Regions from separate parts of the Mus musculus genome. Here all the other regions are linked to region 4. The links are chromatin contacts, called in public HiCAR-type, HiChIP or PLAC-seq and promoter capture Hi-C maps. All regions are on one chromosome and are shown on one strand. The core of a region is the stretch at or near the end of the contact, and the rest is flanking DNA. Distances in the headings are between cores, read along the strand shown. Region 1 holds the start of Fbxo22 (F-box protein 22). Region 2 holds the start of Slc35f2 (solute carrier family 35, member F2). Region 3 holds the start of Acat1 (acetyl-Coenzyme A acetyltransferase 1). Region 4 holds the start of Idh3a (isocitrate dehydrogenase 3 (NAD+) alpha). Region 5 holds the start of Cul5 (cullin 5). Region 6 holds the start of Rab39 (RAB39, member RAS oncogene family). Region 7 holds the start of Etfa (electron transferring flavoprotein, alpha polypeptide).

Region 1 (3,197 bases), core at 186-2,685, 620 kb after region 4:
GTTTATGAATAAAGAACCATTTAAAAATCAGTTTGTCACCTTTCCCTCTTATGAGATGCTATAATTCAGGCGTCTATAGGCTCTATATTGAATTTCTAGTGTAGGCTGTTTAAAGAGAAGATGGGGTGTGGGGAGGTTTCAGAAGTGGAGATGAAGATACTGAGAGGGATAGGGAACCTAGAATTGGTGTGTACACACATAGTGTATTCAGTTTTTCTTTAACCATTCCCTTACTGCGTTCTTTAAATTCAAATACATGTGGGTTTCTAGTGCTGTTTTAATTAATGTCTCTAATGTTCTTAGGGTACTATTAGCACAGTTCCTCTTGTACACTCAAGGCCTCTATACACACCACTATCTGTAGATCTCATCAGAATCTCAGCAGAAGGAAAGCCTTTTCTTTCCTTGACTGAAATTCCTGTGCCAGTTTCATGTTTGGTTTGAATGTTATGTCTCCATGTACAGCCTCCCTACTTCATTCAGAAACAGTTGTTTTTTCTGAAGGTTGCCTTAGCTGAGGAAATGTTCAGAAGTCCTCCTCTTAAACATACTGACCCTTGGTGTTCATTCCCTAGTCGTCATAACATGTTCCCGCACCCCACCCCCACCCCAACCAGTGCCTGGTGAGAAGAGTGGAGCCACAGAGCAGTTTGGAAGTTCTAGAAGTAGGATTTAGGGCTCCTGGAGAGCCCAGAGCTGCTGGGGTTTTTTATTAACGGGAAGCATTGAAGTTTTCACACATTCCCAGTGTATCGTGGTGTTTTGGAGACTGTATGATGCGTCCATGTTTGCTACTTAAGTCTTAAGGTTTCCAGAGTAAAGTGGCTGCTGCTTGTTGAGGGCTTGTTCATGTTTTTTTGTGTTATCTTACATATTTTGCAGTAGGGTCTAGATTGTTTTCGGCTTTTGACCCTCCTGCCTCCAGCTTGCTAGATGCAAACATGCATCATCTTGTCCAGCTCAAAATGTTCTAATGGGTTATCACAGTGTAAAAGATCTAGAAGCCAAAACAAGAAGCACCAGGTCAGGCCAAGTAGCTGGGGACAAAGTGCCCCTCAGTCAGGAGACAACCTATTCAGTTGAAATGAAGCAGCCTCTACTGTTCTTTCATTTGTGGTTCGGGAATGTATGGTGTTGGGCTTCATCCCCTGTGATTCTGTATGTAGCCCTGCAGGGAAGAGCCAGCAGGAGCCAAAGAATAATGGCTCCTGTGTGAAAATATCTATCTGGTTTGGCATGTGCTTTCTGTAGCAATTAATAGTGCCAAAGAATGGCGAGTGCTATTTATGTCTACTCGCTTAAAACTTAAGACCTAACGAGTTAACCAGATTGACCAAATAGTGTTTGCAGCCGGCTTAAACGCCAGGCTGCCTCCGGTCCCTTCCGGGCGGAACTGTGCAGGCCGGTGCACCGCCGCAGCGGCGTGTCCAGTACCGGAAGCGGCCCACCGGAAGTGGCGCGCGCCTGCTCAGGGAGCTCGGGTTGTAGGTGGTGCGCCGGCCGCTCCGGTACCCCTGAGACTCTGTAGGGCCTTCGGGCCGGTAGGCGAGGAATGGAGCCGGCAGGCGGCGGTGGCGGCGTCTCCTCCTCCACAGATCCGCGAAGCACCTACGTGCTGAGTAACCTTGCGGAGGTGGTGGAGCGTGTGTTTACCTTCCTGCCGGCCAAAGCGCTGCTTCGGGTAGCCGGGTGAGGGCGAATGGGGCGGGAGGAGACCTTCGTCCCGGAGGGTGGCGGGGTCGCCTCTGCCGGGACCTCTGCCCGGGTTTCCTAGTGCTTAGCTGGCGCTGCGAGGCTGCTGACGGTGGGAACCGGCCGCCCGGCGGCAACCCTTTGTGCTTTTGCATCCCCAGAGTATGCCGCCTGTGGAGGGAGTGTGTACGCAGAGTGCTGCGGACCCATCGCAGCGTGACCTGGATCTCCGCGGGTGTGGCTGAAGCGGGCCACCTGGAGGGACATTGCTTGGTGCGCGTGGTAGCTGAGGCGCTTGAGGCAAGTATGGAGTTATGCGTTGGACAGTCACTTGCAGGACTGGTGGGCCATCTTGGAGAACTTTTTAAAAAATCAAGATTGTGATACATATCCTTGCTTTCGTTAACTCGGAGAACCTATGCTCGTATTCTGGCTTTTGTAGTAAACGTCAGGTTTTGTAGGGGCGTACTGCGGTTTAGTCATTATTAGATGTTGGGCAATTGAAGTATCCAGGTGTCCACTATTACAAGGCCGTACAGAGCCTTCCTTAACTTGCCTCAATTTTGCAATGAAGGTGTTGGGTATCGCTTGCCCAGGGTCTCACACTAGAACCGGAAGAACTAAAACTTCTACCTAAATACGTAAACCACATTCCTTTTCTCATTTTTGTCCCTGGATCCAGGAGAGTCAGTGTTCAGGGAGGTGAAGACAGATTATAGAGCTGATAGATAGTGAATCTCCAGTATCTCACTGAGTGGCAGGGGCCCTCGTGAGGAAATTGCCAATTTGATGCCCTATTATCGCTTAGTATGTATAATAGGCAAATAGGAATGTTCTACTTAACCACAATATAGTCTCCACATTGGGAAGTTATCATTGATGTATGTGTCGATTCTTTTGGTGTTGAGTTTGGTTTTCAACTTGATCCAGAAAGAGGGAACTCAAGTTAAGTGCCTGCCAAAGATTGACCCGTGGACAAATCTGTAGGCCACTCTCTTGATTAATGTTTGGTGTGGGAGCCAAAGTGCCCCAGTGCTTTTCTTAAGAGCAGAAGGATTTGATTCTGTTCCCAATGAGTAACTGAAAGGCGCGCTCCTTTGGTTTGTATGTTTCTCCAACCTGACTTTCTGTACCAGCCCCAACACTTAAGAAAATTCAAGGCACAAGTTGAGTGTGACTGGGATTTATTAGATTTTTTTATCCCATTACCTTAAATTCCTTGATTTAAGAGGTGTCTGCCAGAAACTTCTGCCTTTAAATTTTCTGTCCTGTTGCAGTTAATAAGTATTTGTCTGTAGAGAAGCTTTGAAACTTACTTTTCATTCTCTTCCACTTTGTTCACACAGCACTCATACATACGCTTGGTCTCTTGTGTAGAGCTGTACCTGTTACTGTTAGACTCTCCTTGGTACTCACACAGTCTTTGTGTGGCTAGTGAGCACTCAAGCCAGTTTTATTGTCTCTTAGGGATGACCTTTCTTTTGGCACCAGTTGTCTTCAGCTTG
Region 2 (2,923 bases), core at 73-2,572, 810 kb before region 4:
TGAGGTTTTGTCTAAAAAAGACAAAAATAAACAGAAAATAATTATACTTAAACTTTACAGCGCTTGTAGTTGGCAAACTTAAGGCTTACTTAGCTACATTTTCCAAAACCTATTCCCCCTTTTATAAACGCTTTTTAAATAGCGATTTGATTGATTGTGTGTTTGTGTGTGCCATTGCCTAAATGTAGAGTTTAGCTTGGTAGAGATCTGTTTCTTGGCCTACACCATGTGGGTTCCAGGAACCGAACCCTGGCATCGGGTACCTTTACGGGCTGAGCCACACACTCCTACCCCTACCTCGTGTGTTTTTTGAAGCAGGATCTCATTTTAGCTCAGGCTAACCGAGAACTCAGACTACTCTAGGCTAGCCTCGAGCTTAAGGCAATGGTGCTTCAGCCTCCTAGGAGCTGTGAGGAAAGGCGTGAGCTACCAGCTAGTTAAAAACCTGGTTTTTCTTAGTGTCTTCTACAAAACCACCTGCTCTTCTGCATCCACACACAGTCTTCTAGAATTTACCGTTTACAGTGTCCCTTTATCCACTAAAGGAGGAGATTGGGGGGTCGGGGTGAGGAGGTGGGGAGCAGTTCTTTTGTCTGCTTGGTCTCCTTCAGGAAAAAAAAATGCTTAATTGGCACTACAGACTTGCTTCTGTCAGCAAGAACCAGGGACTTCCCCATCCCACTTTTTATTCCCTCTTGTTCCTTGTAGGTCCATCCAAGCATCAGAAGGCGTGGCCCGGGTCAAGGCCAGGATAGGTGACAAGGCAACCCAACAGGTCTGCGAGGGATGATTTGCCTAGTTCGCGCCACAAAGACACACCACTCTGATCGTTCTTTTGAAAGGAAAAGAAACCACAGCTTGTCTTCAGTTCTTTTAGGGGAAAAGGAGGGAGACCTGGACACAGAGGCGGGGTCAGTGGGTTCTTCCAGTTAGCAAAGTTCAGGAGGGCACCAGCTCGCTGCCTGTACAGGCATCCTGGGAACCAGCCAAGATCACCTCTTATCAGATTACCTATAGTTTGCTGATTTCAAACAAGGAACCTTGAAATCCTGAAATGCATCGGGCGTGGTAGCGTAGACCTGTAAATCCCAGGTCTCTTGAAGCTGAGGCAGGAGTTCTGCTGAGAATTTGCAGTATGCCTAGGCAATATCCTGAGTTCCAGGATAGACCCGGCTACTGAGTGAGACCTTAGGTCAAAGAAACTAACCAAATCAACTCCACCCACATGGAGGTGGGGGAGGAAGAAGCCCAACCCTCTCATCTTAAATTTACATTATGTCCTACTCAGCTCTGACACTAGAAAACAAACCGCCCTTTCTCCTCCAGCTTCCCAAAGGTGCCAGGTGGCGATCTGCAAAAGCATTGTCTGGCCCTTAGGGCCTGACAGTTAATGATTTGTCGCACGAGCAGGGCGGAGGAGTATCGGGACGCGGGCGAGCGTACTAGAGAGCGCAGCAGGAGAGCAAGGCAGGGCGCGAGCCGAGTCCGCGCCGTACTCACAGGCACCGCCTCCTGTCTTCCGGGCCCGAGCACTTCTCGGGGTTCCGGGCACGCGAGGCTCGAAGAGACCCCATGGAGGCTGAGTCGCCGGCGAGTGCGGGGGCCAGCGAGCCCCGGGCGCTGGGTACGGTGGACAGTATCGGCAGCCAGCTGAGCAGGATCCGACGCAAACTCTTCACCTGGTGAGTGCAGCGCGCTGGGCGGGCCTGGGTGGCGGGGACACAGGCAGAACCGGCTGGCGACCCGCGCGCACGTGTCTGGAGCTGGGAATGGAGGTGGCGGTGCCTCGACTTCGGCTCCTTGAGCTCCCAAACCACCCAGGAGGTCGCGTTTCATCTGGGTGCTCCCCCCACGCTCCTTCGAAACGGTGGCGACGCTGGCTTTTCGGAGGATACGCGGGGAATTCATCCGATTGGCATTTTGAGATAGGTTCCCCTATTTCCCTGTGACAGGGTGGGAGCCACCGTAGATGCTGTGGAGGAGCGCTGCCCAACCTGGCGCTTGGCAGGTGGAAGTGTTGCCCTTCCTGGCTCGGTGCCCGCATTCCTTCAGATCGGGATCCGTGCCCACCTAGCCTGGTGATCACCTCCAACTGGAGTTCACTCAAGTGAGAAAGCTGGGTTAAGTTTTGTGCTGTTGCAAACCGGAGACAACGTCTGCCCTGTTTTGGGGCCTGAGCGAGGCGACATGGCCACCTCCGGAGCTGCGGTCCAGGGAAGCAGGTGGCTGATGTCACTGTGCTCTGGTGAGCCTTTAGGTAGAGATGTTCTCAAAGAGTTGGCAGCGACTCTGGGGAAAGCTTTCTGTGGTCACTGGACGACTTGCGTTCTGAAGACACTAGAGGCTAACATCCAAATAATGAAATCCATTTACTGAACATTTACTCCGTGCCAGGCACTGCGCTTAGCCATTTATGTAGACAATAGCACCGCATCTCCTTTGCTTTAGGATATGGCGCTATTGTTAGACCCACTTTCCAGGTGAGGAAACACAAGGCTAAGCAGTTTACTTGGGGATAATGAGAATGGCAGGATTACAGGCATGTGCCACTACCCACCTGGGCAACGAATTTCAATTGAAAGATTTTGAAAGCTATGTCCTTGAAAAGGCATCTCACCTTCAGAGCTGATCAATAAATGTGTATACATGCATTTTTTTGTCATAAATAAGCATAGTTTTAAATAGATGCTCTGGTTCAAAGGGGCAAATGGCCTCAAATTGCTCATTCTCCAACAGCTGTGTAATGTCATTGATTAGCAGGGAGATGTTACAGTGGCATAACCAAGTACGAAAACTTTGAATTCAAATCTTAGTGAGGTGTGTTGCACAATTCACAAAACTCTGTGTTCACTATTTGTACCGTGAGGATAGTTGCAGTACCACAGCACAATGAGTGAGTTTGTGCTCTATGTGGGTCAGATCT
Region 3 (2,729 bases), core at 91-2,590, 980 kb before region 4:
ATCAGATTCCTTTTTTTACAGATGGTTGTGAGGCACCATGTGGTTGCTGGGAATTGAACTCAGGACCTTTGGAAGAACAGTCAGTGCTCTTAACCACAGAGCCATCTCTCCAGCCCCGGGAACACTTATTTTACGAGTGAGGTTCTGCCCATCTCCAGATGAGAAAATAGACTATCCCTCTGGCTTTCCTATTACTGCAGTCACCCAGTACTTATTGTTTTTTTATCTTTCGGAGACTGGGTATCTCCAAATTGCCCACGTGGGTTGAAATCCTTGATCTCAAGCTCCTCTTGCCCGAGCAGCAACTCAAGTAAGATTCATTTTATAGTTTGTTTGCCCTCAGCTTCCAGCTCCAAGCCTCGGGCCCTCAATTATTCTTTCACAATCTCTTGCAGAGCAATGCTCTCTTTCAGCTCCTATTGCCAGAACTACCCGTTTCGGCGAACCCTGATTTTCTCAGAAACAAAACCACGCAAACCTAACTCCAGACTCTTAAAGACTGACCGACAAAGTCTAGAATGTCACCTTTGGAAAGTACAAAGTGTTCGCCGAACACAACCATCAGAAGCGAGGCACTCACTTCAAATAAAAATTATTTCTTGTACTGTCTCAGTAGCCATCTTGTTAGTTTTAAGACAATCTTCTGATTGCCATATAGTGCCTGAGCTCTGATTAAGACAATTAATTAAACCAATGATTAGCCAGGTGGTGGTTCATGCCTTTAATCCCAGCACTCTGCAGGTGGAGGAAGACCAATGAGCTCGAAGCCAGCCTGATCTTGAGAGAGAGAGAGAGAGAGAGAGAGAGAGAGAGAGAGAGAGAGAGCGTTCCAGGGCAGCAAGGGTTCCACAGAAAAACCAGTGGAACAAAATACAAACCAAACCCCAAAACTCAAACCAATCAAACAAAAAAACAAGGAAAAGGAAATCACAAGGTCACAAAAACGTCTTAGAAACTCCTGGGCCTACAGAGAGACTCAGCTCTCTGCAGTCTGGGATCGCGCCTGGTCAGGCCCAAGCTTTGCTGCACAGCTGATGCGGAGCGTGACAGTAGCACAGACTGACAGGTGGACTGACACACGACGGCGCAGGCACTCGATCCCCAAGGCGCTGGTGCTGAGCGCTGTGGCCCACGAGGACGGACCTCGCGGGCGGCTGGTGGGCTCCCCGATCCCGGCCCACCCCCGGAATCGACCCTGCTCACCTGCAGCAGCCCGCGAAGCAGAGGCCTGCGGACGACGCCGTGCAGAGCCACCAGGGCAGCCATGGAGACGCGAAAGGCTGTCAAGGGCAGAGAGACGCGCCGCGGCCTCCACTTCCCCACCGCAGAGCTTGCGACGTCGTGGCGGGCACCGCCCCGACCCTCTCCTCCAATAGCAGTCCAAGATCGCTGCGCTTGGCGGCGATTGGCCCGTAGCCAGAGGGCGGGGCCTGGCGCTTGGCCCGAGGACTGAGCTGAGGCTCTCCTGGACCAAAAAAAAAAAAAAAAAAAAAAAAAAAAAAGGACTAATGACCACGTGGCTTGACACCTAGGTGGTGCACGCTAAACTGTTGATTGTTGATGCCAGTTGTTTCTGCCTCCAGATGCCTGTAGTTTTCGTGCAGTCCGAGACTTTCCATTCACTTTGCCGTGCCTGATCAGGTGACTGTATTACCCAGACAAAGGATGTTGGTAAATGTTTCCAGCAATTCCCATTATATTCATTTATAATACAAATAAACCAATTTCTTACGTTAAAAGAATGTTGAAGTTGTTTTTCTGTAGGATGCTAAGTAAAATACATATTACTATCTAAACTTCACTGAGTAATAATAAGATTACATCAACTTTCAAAGAAACTCCCCGCAGGCTGGGTGTGATGGGACACACTCAGGAAAGAGGCAGGTGGATCTCTATGAGTTCGACGCCAGCCTGGTCCACATAGCGAGTCCCTGAACAACTAAAACTACAGACGGAGACCCTGTCTCCAAATAATTAAAACAAAACAGAAACAGTGCATTAACTGATATTACATGATAATTCTCACATTTGTGTAACCCATTGCTAAGGCTAGTTGGAGGATTGTTTTGCTTAGGTTTTGTTTGGTTAGTTTTTAGATAGGGTCCCACGGTGTAGCTCTGGCTATCCTGGAATTCACTATGTAGACCAGGATGGTCTTGAGCTCACAGAGATCTTTCTGTCTTTGCCTCCCTAGTGCTGGTATTAAAAGCACTATGCCAGGCCATTTGCTGACTTTGAATCTTCAGTTGGGGATAGCAGATCTTTCTGCTTGTGACATTAATTTTCCTTGATGTAAAACAAAAGGCACAACATACAAATTGAACAATTTACTTCAAGTCGACTTGTTTCATGTAATTGTGTGCACTCCTGTGTAGGCCAAGGGTAAACCTCAGATAACTCCCTCTGAGACTCTCTGCTGCTTTTTGTTTGGTGTTTTTTGTTTTGTTTTGTTTTTGTTTGTTTTGTGAGACAGGGTCTATCTCTCCTTGCACTAGAATGGCTGGCTAATAAGCCACCATCTCTACTCCTTCAACCCTATCCACCCATCCATGGAACTGGGGCTACAATCAAGGGCCACCACGCCTAGCTCTTTACATGGATGATGCTCTAAACGCTTTCTTGTGATGCAAACACTTTGCACACTGAATCATCTTCCCAGACCCTTTTGGGGTAAAGTGTGTGTATGTGTATATGCACCTTTGTGTATCTGCACCAAGTGCATACAGGCG
Region 4 (2,748 bases), core at 52-2,551:
CATGGCTTCATGGTAGGTATCCTTACCTTAGCTTTTGAGACAGGTCTCCCACTCACTAAACAACCTGGGGCTCATCATATCAGCTAGGCTGTCTGGCAATGGCAGCAGGATTCACCTAGCTCTGGATTTTCATTGCTGGGGTTATAGATGCTCACTCTTTCCTGACTCTTTACATGGGTACTGGGTATTGAATTCAGGTCCTCATGCTTTTGAAACAAGCACCTAACCCACTGGGCCATCTCCCCAGCCCAAGAGCTGTGTTTTCTGAATTTATTTTATGAAAACACTTACATTTGCTAAAAACTTCAGATTGTACATTTACATCAAGTACTTTTTAAAAGATTTGTCTATTTTATGTATATGAGTGTTTTGTCTGCATGTAGGTGCCTGTGCCATATTGGTATCTGGTGCCCTGTGAGGCCTGAAGAAGGTACTGGATCCTCTACATCTGGAGTTACAGACATTTGTGAGCCATCATGAGGGTGCTGGGAACTGAATCCGGGTCCTCTGCAGACTAATAAATGCTTTTTATTCAGTAAAGCTATTAAAAAAAAATAAAAATTAGCCAGATGATGGTGGAACACGCCTTTAATCCCAGAACTCGGGAGGCAGAGGCCAGATCTCTGTAGGTTTGAGGCCAGCCTGGTCTAGCGAGTGAGTTTCAGGGTAGCTGAGGCTATGCAGAAGAACCCTGTCTCAAAAAACAAAACAAAAAAATGAAAATTTAAAAAAAAATGTAAGAATCAAGTTAGGCGAGGTGGTGCATGCCTACAGTCCCTGTACCTGGGAGATAGAGGCAAGAAAAGAGGAACCCCTGGCAGTCCGGGGTTCAAACCCAGCCTCAGCTACATAATCAGTTTGAAGCTCCATGATACTGTCTTAAGAAATGAAACAAAACAAAACAATGTTTGAAAATAAGCAAGATATTTGTCCCAGTGGGACCGCAAAGTTTTAAGGGGCGCACAATCCCCCAAATAAAGAAGGCTGATTGGTCCCCTAATAGGTCGGAAACAAAAAACTCATCCAAACAGCTTTTCAATGAATGAAGCGGGAGGAAGGGGAGGAGGCTTCCGGGTCGCAGCTGGGCCCGCTCCGCGCGTCATCAAAAGATGAAGGCGGTGATTGGTCAGCTAGCGGCAGCTGTGCAGCGGGGTCCGGAGCGGGGCGGTGAGCGATCGAGAGACCCGAGCTAGGGGCGGGGCCACACGGAGCCTCGGGGCGGGGCCGTGAGGGGCGGGCTTGGGAAGAGGGCTATGCGCATGCGCCCTGGTGTTGCCGCTGTCGCCGCGGTGAGGGAAGTGGACGCGATGGCCGGGTCCGCGTGGGTGTCCAAGGTGAGCGCTACAGGGCAGCAAGCTCGAGGGCGAGCAGGGAGAGTAGGCTGTGATCCCGCCTGATGGATGGCGGAGGCGAGCGCGCGGAGGCGGCTCATGGCCCGCGGGCAGTGTTTCGGGGAATGTGGCCGGCACGCCGTGCGTGGCTAGCCCTGAGCCGGGACAGCCGCGCCGGGCGGGGACGGCGTCAAGGTCAAGGCGGCCAGTACTGCTCCGGGTGTCCCCACCAGTGTCCTCCAGGATAGGTGCACAGGCCTCCCCCGGAGCCCTTGAGGGTCACAGACAGGCCACCTAGGCCCCGCGGCCCTGTCACCTGCGGGTCTCCGGGCAGCATGCCCAGGTCGCCCCTCCCTGATCCCTCAGCCTTTGACCGGGTAAACGCTGGGCGCAAGAGGGTTTTCGAGGTGAGGGAATCCCGGGCCGTTAGGCCAGCCAGATTTTTCTCTCTCTTGGAACTCTTCCTAGTCTGATGCCTGGTGCCCTGGTAGGTATTCCTCCTTCAGAGGACGCAGGGCATCGTGCTCCTTGGAGTTATACTCTGAACGTTCAGGGAGATCGCATCATCGTCCTTTCACCTTCAGTTGTTGGGACCCAGCGATCTGGGACTCTCTAGTTCTCCCTGATAGTTCAGGTACTAGAGCTGGAAGGCGCTTCAGGTTACATATGCAGTCTTTTCGTTTCCTGGTGGAGCTGACCTGCCCTCGAAGACAAATTTGCTCAAGGTCATACAGGAGGTCATTGTCATCTTTGAGAGAAACCCGAGGTATTTTGATTTTCTGTCTCTCCGGTGGCCAAGGTCACTTAGCTAATTATGGATATAGTACTGACCAGGCCGTAGGTCATCTGATGCCGTCGTGGGTGGCTCTCTAGAAGTCTGCTATAAGCAATGCAGATTTTTAAATGAAATTTGTATTGCCCTTCTCCTTTAAAGAGAGGTTTGGAGATGCACTATTGTTTATTAATAATTCAATTTAGGGGTTCTTAATTTTAAATCCTGACAAAGCCATTGGCCAATTGTGTATCCTCTGCAAACTATTTAACATCTGCGAACCCACCTGTAAGATACATGTGCTTGTGTCACAGGTATTTCTGCATGAAAGCACCTATTCCATGTAGAAGGACATGAAAGCCTGAAGCTTTCCTAGCTATCGATGTATCTGTCTTGGCAGTGATCAAGCAGACAGTGATTCTGGGACATCAGTAACTAGGCTTTTTTGTTTGGTGACTAGAATCTACGTTGTCACTATGTTCAGACCCACTTTTGCTTGAGATGCTGTTAGGTCACATTTGGTTTTAAAGGTGTAGCAACAAGTCAGTCCTTTAATGTCTGGGCTTACACACTCTACCTGATTCATGTTGCTAGGTGTAGTCAGCCTTGGGGGACTAAATAAGGCTAAGTAGTAAAGAGCGTCCT
Region 5 (3,108 bases), core at 181-2,680, 920 kb before region 4:
GGCAAGACGGGTCCAATGAGACCCTTTTTTAGGGGGGAGGGAGCATTATCTATTATTATCTATTATTATTATTATTAATTCACACAGCCTGCGAACATAGTGTTTATGTCCCCTCAGGTAATCACTAGTCCCATATTTCAGTTAGTAAGTTCAGGTCAGAATTCTTACTAAAAAACACAAACTCGCCTCAATTGTCTTCCTCAATCCTCATTTTTTTAGAGATGATTCTACATAACCTGCTCGCCCTGGGACTCTCCTGGCATTTACAACTTTTCAATGCTTTCTTTAAATGAAAACTTTTCTACACCCTAAAAGGATGGACAGCAGCACTTGATCGGGTGCCATCGATGTCCTATAAGGGAGGTCAGGATTGGGAGACAGTTCCTCAAGGGACAGAGAAAAGGTGGAAATAGACGGCCAGGCGTGAGAGAACTGGTGGGAAGGTGTGACATTCAGAGAAGGGAGGAAAGAGGTGAAGTGGCAGGCAGGCACTGCTGTCTAACTCACAGTTCCTGCAGAGTGCGAACAGAAATTAAGGAATGGGGTTGGGGGAGCATGGGGGGACCAGCCATTGAAACCTGCTAGGCAGCATTTTGCTGGGATTTTTTTCCCCTATTATGTCTTTGACACTCCATTCAGAAGGGACGGGCCCCAAGAGTCACAATGATGGGTTGGTGCGGCCCAGCGACACTGCTCTCGCTCCCAGCCGGGGTTGGTCCCTTGAAAGCATCGCTGCGAGTCGGTGAGCCGGCGGGAGGAACCCACCAGGTCCTCTGGACCCCCGAGGCCAGGGCCCGGCGTCGGGGTGCTCGGGCAACAGCCACCCCGGCTCATTCCGGTGGACAACCCCGAACCGCTCTCCTCATACACATCTTGCCGCTCCCACGGAGCCCGGTCCTTCCCCGGGAGCCGAGCGCATCGATGGCCGGGCAAAAGCCCGGCTGCAGCCGGGGGGACTTACCTTTAACAGATTAGACGTCGCCATGTTCTCAACTTGGACTCTCGCGAGACGGGGCGAGACTTGGCGGCGCTCGGGGCCAGGCCTCCTCGAGAGGCCGGGGTTCCCAGCAGGACCCCGCAGGCCGCGGCGGGGGATGCGGGGGACGCCGGAGCGGCGTGCCGTCAGCGCCGAGCTCGTCCCGGGCAGCCGTGCTTCCTCGGGCTTTCCAGCTACATGGTCACCCCGGCCTGCCCACGCGAGAGAGCGCATGCAAACGCTTGAGGAGACGCGAGCGGCGAATGGTGGGAAGGGACCGGGAGCCGACCAGACCGGGAAGAGGTAGTAGCCACTTCCTCGGGCCTCCCCAGCTCGCCTTCGCTTCTGCCGCTGGGCTTGCACCCGCTTGGGCCGCCGGCAACGACTTTATCTCGGCTTAGGGCCCGCACCTCAGGGTCCGTGGCGGCGTCACGTGACGCGGCGGGCGGGGGCGTGCTCGGGAGCAACCCAGGCGACAGCAAGCCACTGGGTCCCGAGGCCCGCGCGGAGGGTGCGAGCGCGCCCTCTGCTGGCTGGAGCCGGCGCAGCCCTCACGCGCTCGCCCCAGATCGGAATGGCTATTCAGAGCTCAGGATTAGATTAGCCTGGAAGGCTTCTTACTGCTGTCCTCAGGAAATGCTGACTGAGAGAAGGCGCCCAGTCAATTAATAAATGATGCACAAACGTACTGTTATTCCTATAAACAAAAAAAAAAACCCTGCTTGTTCAAGAAGTGATTGTTAATCTTGGGTTCCTTAAGACATATCCTAGAGCACCCTATAGTATTTTCTCCAAATTGCATCGCTTCTGATCACGAATCTCTGATCAAGGGAAGAGAATGTAATTTATACAGGGATCTCTCAGGTTAGCTGTTATTTAATGCATTATGCAAGTTCCTAATACTACCCTTTGGGGGTTTTAGTTGCTTGGTTGGTTGGTTGGATTGGTTTTTGACAGTTTCTCTATGTAGCCCTGGCTGTACTGAAACGCCATCTGTAGACCAGGCTGGTCTTGAACTCGGAGAGTGGAGGTAGGTGCCTCTGCCTCCCAAGTGTTGGGATTAAAGGTGTGGGAAACCACCACCTGGTATCAAATTTGTTTCTTTGAAACTCATCTCTCACTGTCCAACAATTTTAGTCTCAGTACTCAAAGCAGAGGCAAGAGGATCTCCGTAAGATTGGGGACAGCCTGGTCTACAGAGCAAGTTTCAGAACAGCTAGGTCAAAAAACCCAAGAAAACAAAAGTTTCTCAAACGTTGCTAGTGCATTCTTTATATTAATATAACCTGGGGTGCTACTTAGAAAAGCAGACTTTCAGGCTCCACTCTGAAGGATTTTATTTCATATATTATGCCTGAAAACTCCTTTTGCCCCAAGCATTCCAGGTAGCTATGTTTAAAGAAGACTTTCTATGTATTCTTGGATGGCCAGGAATTCTGTATGTAGACCAAGTTGACCTAGAACTCTAGAGTTCTGCCTGCCTCTGCCTCCAGAGTGACTGGTGGGATTATAGGTATACGCCTCCCTCGGAAAAGGCCAAGAGTTCTTTATATCTGCTTCGTGCTGGGTGTGGTGGAGCATGCCTTTAATCCTAGCACACTCTTAAGTTCCAGGCCAATTAGAGCTATAAAGTGAGACCCCTATCTAAACAATATAGCACTTAAAGTGAGTTAAGATTTGCTACTTTAGGACTGAAGAGATAGCTCAGTGGTTAAGAGCACTGACTGCTCTTCCATAGGTCCTCAGTTCAATTCCCAGCAACCACATGGTGGCTCACAACCATCTGTAATGGGATCCAATGCCCTCTTCTGGTGTGTCTGAAGACGGCTACAGCGTACCCATATGCATAAAATAAATAAATCTTAAAAAAAAAATCTGCTACTTCACAATGGGCCTTAGTTATCTTGTTTGTGAAATTAGTATTAAAACATCTATAGCATAGTGCTATGGCAAAAATTAAATGTAAAGGCTAGAGAGATGGCCCAGTATACTCACATACATTAAAAATAAAATAAAATAAAAAGGGTATCATAGTCCATTAAAAAAATAAAAATGACAAAACCGGGTGTGGTGCCGCTCGCCTTTAATCCCAGCACTTGGGAGGCAGAGGCAGGTGGATTTCTGAGTTCAAG
Region 6 (3,019 bases), core at 126-2,625, 880 kb before region 4:
AGAACAGTCAGTGCGCTCTAAGCCATCTCTACCTACTAAGCCATCTCATCAGCCCCGATCATATGATTTTTAAAGAAACAATTCCCTACATTATCAGCTTTCTTACTTTGCTCTAGAACAAAGTACTCTTCGATCTCAAAAACTGGAAATACGCTTTAAATGTGATTTAATCTCAACTATCCAAGGAATTCAGTTTCATTTACTTTTTTTCTGTAAGGCCAGTCGACTTTATACAATCTTTCAGGTTCCCCAGTAAACAACCAGAATGAGACTATTTACTTGAGACTGACTCTCTCCCCATTTAGAAAAGTGCTTTCTTCTGTTGTCACATACAGAATGTTACGAATCCATCAGTGAAATAAAGGAAGGGTTGCAGACAACCCTCAGTATTATCTTTTTCACACCAAAGCGTCAAAGGTGACAAACTTTTAAAGGAAACTTCACCCTATAAATGCAAACACACACCCTTAGTTGTCTCAGTGACTCCGATGTTGCATTTAGTTGTTTTCCAAGACCTACTCCCGAGGGTCATGGCCCAGAATTTTCTGATGACCACACTCGGTGCTTTCAGATGTTTAAACCATTACCGCATGCATCTCTCTGTGAACCGTTCCGAGGGCTGGAACCCCGTCTGGAATTCTGCTTGCTGAGAACTAAAGATTTTTCACAGACCTGGGAACCCCACTTGGCATATTTCCCGGGCCTGAAAGAGGCTTGGTCAAGGCTTGGAGGAGGTGCTAGGAGGAGGGTGGCTGAGGCAGGGTGTGTGTGAACGGCGAGCGAAGTCGAGTTTGGGGAGAAGGCAGCGGTGGAGCCAAAGGGACCCAAACGGCCAAGAGGAGCAGACAGAGCTGGGAAAGACCGGCGACCCTGATTCGGACAGGAAAGGAGACAGAAAGGGGGCGCAGGAAATCCGCACTAAAGAAAGAAGAAACTGCGGAGGAGGAAGTCGCCCCTGGAAGGGGAGGGGCGAAGGGGAAGCGAGCACCGAGCGCTAGCACTTTCGAGAGCCTGTGGCGGGTGCCTCCCTACCTGAAGCGCTCCTGCCCCGCCGTGTCCCAGAGCTGCAGCTTGATCCTCTTGCCCGGCTCAATCTCCAGCAGGCGCGAGAAGAAGTCCACGCCGACTGTGGGGTCGCAGGCGGGGGAGTGCAGCCCTGGGAAGCGGCCCTGGGTGAAGCGGTGCAGAAGGCACGACTTGCCCACCGTGGAGTCTCCGATCACAATAAGGCGGAACTGATAGATCCAAATAGTCTCCATCGCCTACGTGCCCCGTGCGCTCAGGAGCAAGTTCTGCCTAAGGAACTGTCCCTTCAGCACCTACGCGGCGCGCGCCCGCCCGCTTCCAGCATCTTCCTGCGGCTGCGGCCGCCGCCTGGTAGCCGCCCTCTGGGGAAGGAGGGGCGGGGCCGCGGGCAGGGGGCGTGGACTTGGTCTGATTGGGGTGGGGCTTGAGAGTGAGGGCGGGGCCACGAGTTTGGAAGGGACCGTAGGTAGGGGTGTGATCGTGAGTTGGGGGCGGGAACCTAACTTGCAGAGCAGCTGCGTCGGGCAGGGGGCCGGGCCCCAGCTGTAAGGGGAGGGAACTGACGTTGTAGAGGCGGGTCATTGGTCGTGCGGGGGCGGGGCCTCTAACTAGAGGGGCGCGGCGAGAGCGTCGGCTGAGGGGATAGGGAAGTAGCAGAACTCTAGACGACCTTAGCGTATTCTAGTGCAGATCTTGCTGGAAATGGACAAGGAATGGGTGTGGCGAAAGGATGTGACAGCAATAGCAACCAATGAAAATGTACTCAAGGGCTAAACTCCAGAAAGGTCAGCCAATGGGAAGTGAGAGTCATTTTCTCTCACGCATCTGCGAAGGCTCTCTTCAGACTAAGACCCTAGTTTTGAAAGTCAGTCAGGCTTCTGTATGTGGATTCGTGGTGTCCGGGTTCTCAGAAGATTCCAGTTGACAGTTTCCTCTGAAGAAAACAAATTTGCAGAACTAGTTCTGATAGTTTCTGTTAAGGATTGCCTGTTGCTGTTTGCCACAGCGTTTTCAGGATGGTTCTAGCCCTATGCTCGTTGGGGCCCTTCAGCCTGGGAAAAACTTAAAATGTTGAGAAGCTCATACGAGTCATCATTATTCTCGGTCTATAGCTGCCCTCTGCTTGCGTATGACCAAAGACCTAATAAACGAAGCGTAATTTAAATGTTGGTGAGACCTTACTGTGTTCTCTTCTGGACTGGGATGTAGCCCCCAGGTGGTAGAGTTGCCTAGCAACATGAAACCCTGGGTTTAGTCCCCAACTCCGCATAAAACAAATATGGTGGCCCACGGTTATTATTCCACCACATGGGGCTCGAGGATCAGAAGTTTAAGATTATATCCTGTAACTCTCTGTGTCAGCTACACAGAGGACAGAGGCAGATGGATTTCTCAGTTCAAGACCAGCCTGGTCTACAGAGTGAGTTCCAGGACAGCTAGGACTGTGCAAATTTCTTGCCAACCATTTCATTCTTTTCTTGCAACATCTAACTATCACACTCATCCTTAATTCCTTTCTTTGTTTTGGAGGAAGAAGCGTGACTTTCAGAGAACTCTTCTTTCCTCTGCCATGCATCTTTAGGCCCCTGTCTGCAATTAGTCAATCTTTATTTTATGTGGTATGTATCTTGTCTCCCTTCTACAATTGTTCTTCCTTCCTTCCTTCCTTCCTTCCTTCCTTCCTTCCTTCCTTCCTTCCTACTTTCCTTCCTTCCTTCCTTCCCCCTCTTTCTTCCTCCCTCCTTCCTGTTTATTTATTTATTATTTTTGTTTTGTTGAGACAGGGTTTTTTATGTACCCCTGGCTATCCTAGAACTAGTGTTGTCAACCAGATTGGTCTCGAACTCACAAAGATCCGCCTGCCTCTGCATCCCTAGCGCTGGGCTTAAAAGAGTGCACCACCACCACCACCACCACCTGGCTCTACTATTAGTTTCTACTCCTCTGCCTACAACCATATTTGAGTGTTCTCAGTCCTAAAGCTAATTAATCA
Region 7 (2,911 bases), core at 309-2,808, 930 kb after region 4:
CGCCTGCCTCTGCCTCCCGAGTACTGGGATTAAAGGCATGTGCCACCACGCCCGGCTGCATTCAAATCTTAAAAAAAATATTAATGACTTTAGAGACAGTACTCTACTACCCTTGACTTCTAATTTTAAAAATAGGCCAAGGTCACAATTCTTGGCAAATCACAACAAAGGTTTGGCAATGCTGCCTATGTATAAATACTGGGTACTTGGACTTTCCCCCGACTAGTTCTACAAAATCACCAAATTCTAAATTCTCCTTACCACAATTAGGCCGAGCATAAAACCTATGCACAAAATTGCTTCGCAAGTTCTGTATAGATCTTCAAGTCAGGTACTGCTGCTTGGAAACCGCCCCTCCCCCCCAAAAGCCATGGCCTTCACTTGCTTACTGATTCTTTTATTATAGAAAGGAGGTTAAAAAAATCTCGTGGGAGAAAGATGGGCTAGGATCCTGAACGATGTGTTTTAACTTTTTTTTTAACAAGGAGTGGCAACATTCAAAGTGGGGGGGGGGGAGTCTTCAAACTTCCAAGAAGCCCATAAGTTGTATCCCAGACAGAAAAAAATCTCAGTGGTGATTGGGGTAAAAGGCACTAAAATAAAAAGTACGTATAAAAGTTACAAAACGTCTGCATAACTTGCAGGCCAAGGCTGCTGATATTGCTTCTCTAGCAATCTTAATGTAAATTAGAAAAATCTACAAGCTCCTTAAATTATTGCCTTGGAACTGGTCAGCCTTCAACTGCTATTCCCTTACAGCACCCCGACAAGAAAGAAAAAAAAAGTTTTGTTTTGTTTTTTCAAGTCCTCGAAAAACAGACAAATGGTAAACTTTGTCACCACGGAAAAAGTCCCCACTACCAAGTTTCCAAGGCTACTGAGGCAACATCAGTCTGCGACTTCTCAGGACTGGATCCCAGGCGGGTACGTCCCAGCCCCTCCTCCACTCAGCCCGGTCTCACCAGCCCAGCCGCAGAGCACTCCGCCCCTGCCCTTGGCAGTGGGCGTCCAGGGCAGCCACAGGAGGCCTAGGTTTCGAACTCTTCCCCAAGAGGTTCCGCGGCGGCATCTGGCCCCTTTGGGGGGACGCAGCTCCCCTCCAGGCGAGAGAACCTAGTAGCCCCAGAGTGCCCCGCGAGAGTCAGGGCCGTGGGAACCCGGGTTGGGGCAGCGTGACCCGGAAGAGGTCAAGGGCGAAGGCTCCAGAACTTTGACCCGCGTCCCGGGCACTGCACCGACTGTCTACGCGGACGGTGGGAGTCGAGGGAGCCCGTGACCTTCGCCTGACAGGGTCAGCAGGCTGCGGCTCGGACGTCACCTGCTCGGCCCTCCCTGTCCGGACTCACCGCCCGCCGGAGCTGCCCAGGCGCCGCTGCTCGAAACATTGTCTCTGTTCTAGTCAGCCCCGCAGTACCCTCAGCCTCAGAGACCCGGAGCGCGCGGGAACCACCGCCGCCGCCACCGCCGCCGCCTCCTCTACCAGAGACCCGAACGCTCGCGAGATGCGAGCACGAGAGCTGACAGCTTAGTCCTGGACTGCGGGGGCTCGCGCTTCCCGGGAGCCCATTGGGCAGCCACGCAGCCAATGAGGAAAGCGGAAAGTTAGAGGCGGGACTTGGGAGTAGGGCAAAGGTAAGGGTGTGCGCCGAGACGCTGGCATGCGCGCCACGCCCTCCAGTTGCTTGGCTCTGTTCCCTGACGGTCTCGGACTTTCGTTGGTAACGTTGTCTGGACTAACTGCCCTGTTGTACGCAGCTTTCTTTCCACCCGCGAAGGGAACCCCCTCACTCCAGTCCTTTTCCACTCTCATTTACGCCCAGTGTCAGCGCTGCACGTGTAATGTGCCAACCAAATAGTCGCAGGTGAGGAGAATTGTAAACGTGCATTAATTAGGTGTCAGTCCTGGGGACCTTAGGAGACTCAAAACAAAACAAAACAAAAAGTTATTAATAAATAATATAAATAATTTATTTGCTACTTCCTGGGAAGGGTCTATTGAGTTGGCGATATTTGAGCTGGATTCTAGAAGGAAATGGAGATCGTACAAACTACACAGAAGGAGGCAGAATGGGATGGAGATGAACCACCCCAGCAGCCTAGGGCCAGGTTTGAGGTCCACCCAGATCTTCTCCATACTCTTCTCTGCCCTTAGTCAGACTCACTTCTATCCTCTGGCATCAGTGCCTGTGGCTGTTAAAATCTCTCTTGCTCTTTGGACCGACCAATCTACCTGCCTTCTGGGCTGCTCAGGATGTCCCAGAACTCAAGCCCTCTCAGGAGTGAATTGCACCTTTAAGAGCTAGCCCACAATAGTATTTCTTCACAATAATCTCTAGTCCCCTACAGTGAATATTTCTCTTCTTTACTCTCTTAGTTTTGTGAACCGAGTGAGAACCCATCTTATACAAGACCACGCTTGTGGAGGACTGGGACTGTGCCCACCTAAGCTGTTCGTGGGAGGGACAACTAGTATTCTGTTTACCATCACTTTCTTCTTCCAATAGAACTACCCCACTAGACTCAAATCTAAGTCCTATTGAAAAAAGAAAGAAGAGTAAGTAAAAATCAAAAGGAGTATTTTTATTTAAAAAATTTTTTAAATGAGATATGAACTACCTCCTTCCTGCCTCCATGATAAGGCAAAACACCAAAGAGGAGAGAATCCTCCCTCCTGCCATGAGATGTCTCGGGCACATCCTAGGCTCCAGCGAAGCAGCAGCAGCCATGCCCTGTAGAGGCACAGTGCCCACAGGGCATGATGGTTATGGGCAGAGCAGAGCCGGTACAAAGTAAAACACAGAAAATGGCCCAGATCTGTAACAAATCACCATACTCATTTGGAAGACAGAAGAGTGTCCTTGAAGAACTTCTGGAGGGAGGGTACAATTAGATATGTTTCTACATTTACATG

Evidence for each region. Promoter capture Hi-C pulls out the DNA fragments that hold promoters and counts their contacts. HiCAR-type assays count read pairs that join an accessible place to other places. HiChIP or PLAC-seq counts read pairs in DNA pulled down with a chosen protein or histone mark.
Region 1: a promoter capture Hi-C map of erythroid cells shows a contact between it and region 4, with 7 times the contacts expected there. The contact joins the promoter of Fbxo22 here to the promoter of Idh3a in region 4. A contact is called at or near these places in 5 of 39 promoter capture datasets (cranial neural crest, erythroid cells, hippocampal neurons and 2 more).
Region 2: an H3K27ac HiChIP or PLAC-seq map of embryonic stem cells shows a contact between it and region 4, with 2.1 times the contacts expected there. The contact joins the promoter of Slc35f2 here to the promoter of Idh3a in region 4. A contact is called at or near these places in 2 of 115 datasets of contacts at active chromatin or transcription factors (embryonic stem cells and epiblast stem cells).
Region 3: a contact with region 4 is called in a promoter capture Hi-C map of liver, with 2.1 times the contacts expected there. The contact joins the promoter of Acat1 here to the promoter of Idh3a in region 4. A contact is called at or near these places in 2 of 39 promoter capture datasets (liver and pre-B cells), 2 of 484 Hi-C or Micro-C datasets (liver and myocytes), 1 of 115 datasets of contacts at active chromatin or transcription factors (astrocytes) and 1 of 9 other capture datasets (adipose tissue).
Region 5: a contact with region 4 is called in a promoter capture Hi-C map of erythroid cells, with 17 times the contacts expected there. The contact joins the promoter of Cul5 here to the promoter of Idh3a in region 4. A contact is called at or near these places in 4 of 39 promoter capture datasets (the 3T3-L1 cell line, erythroid cells, liver and 1 more), 2 of 484 Hi-C or Micro-C datasets (B cells and uterus), 1 of 115 datasets of contacts at active chromatin or transcription factors (astrocytes) and 1 of 9 other capture datasets (adipose tissue).
Region 6: a contact with region 4 is called in a HiCAR-type map of astrocytes, with 2.9 times the contacts expected there. The contact joins the promoter of Rab39 here to the promoter of Idh3a in region 4. A contact is called at or near these places in 3 of 39 promoter capture datasets (hippocampal neurons, liver and pre-B cells), 1 of 484 Hi-C or Micro-C datasets (B cells) and 3 of 115 datasets of contacts at active chromatin or transcription factors (astrocytes, pro-B cells and stem cell-derived neural progenitor cells).
Region 7: a contact with region 4 is called in a promoter capture Hi-C map of erythroid cells, with 16 times the contacts expected there. The contact joins the promoter of Etfa here to the promoter of Idh3a in region 4. A contact is called at or near these places in 2 of 39 promoter capture datasets (erythroid cells and pre-B cells) and 1 of 9 other capture datasets (adipose tissue).

Annotation. Positions count from the first base shown.
Region 1 is chr9:55,207,500-55,210,696 of GRCm38.p6, forward strand. It overlaps Fbxo22 (F-box protein 22), which reads left to right and starts at 1,436. Exons shown (of 7, transcript NM_028049.2): 1 at 1,436-1,689; 2 at 1,854-1,992. The coding sequence starts at 1,553. Ube2q2 (ubiquitin-conjugating enzyme E2Q family member 2) reads left to right here. Exons shown (of 13, transcript NM_180600.3): 13 at 1-30.
Region 2 is chr9:53,770,213-53,773,135 of GRCm38.p6, forward strand. It overlaps Slc35f2 (solute carrier family 35, member F2), which reads left to right and starts at 1,323. Exons shown (of 8, transcript NM_028060.3): 1 at 1,323-1,682. The coding sequence starts at 1,573.
Region 3 is chr9:53,609,010-53,611,738 of GRCm38.p6, forward strand. It overlaps Acat1 (acetyl-Coenzyme A acetyltransferase 1), which reads right to left and starts at 1,341. Exons shown (of 12, transcript NM_144784.3): 1 at 1,204-1,341. The coding sequence starts at 1,266.
Region 4 is chr9:54,585,210-54,587,957 of GRCm38.p6, forward strand. It overlaps Idh3a (isocitrate dehydrogenase 3 (NAD+) alpha), which reads left to right and starts at 1,302. Exons shown (of 11, transcript NM_029573.2): 1 at 1,302-1,334. The coding sequence starts at 1,308.
Region 5 is chr9:53,666,077-53,669,184 of GRCm38.p6, forward strand. It overlaps Cul5 (cullin 5), which reads right to left and starts at 1,431. Exons shown (of 19, transcript NM_027807.4): 1 at 962-1,431. The coding sequence starts at 985. It overlaps Gm16124 (predicted gene 16124), which reads left to right and starts at 1,017. Exons shown (of 2, transcript NR_166653.1): 1 at 1,017-1,279.
Region 6 is chr9:53,704,857-53,707,875 of GRCm38.p6, forward strand. It overlaps Rab39 (RAB39, member RAS oncogene family), which reads right to left and starts at 1,376. Exons shown (of 2, transcript NM_175562.3): 1 at 1,033-1,376. The coding sequence starts at 1,259.
Region 7 is chr9:55,510,685-55,513,595 of GRCm38.p6, forward strand. Etfa (electron transferring flavoprotein, alpha polypeptide) reads right to left here and starts at 1,559. Exons shown (of 12, transcript NM_145615.4): 1 at 1,347-1,559. The coding sequence starts at 1,385.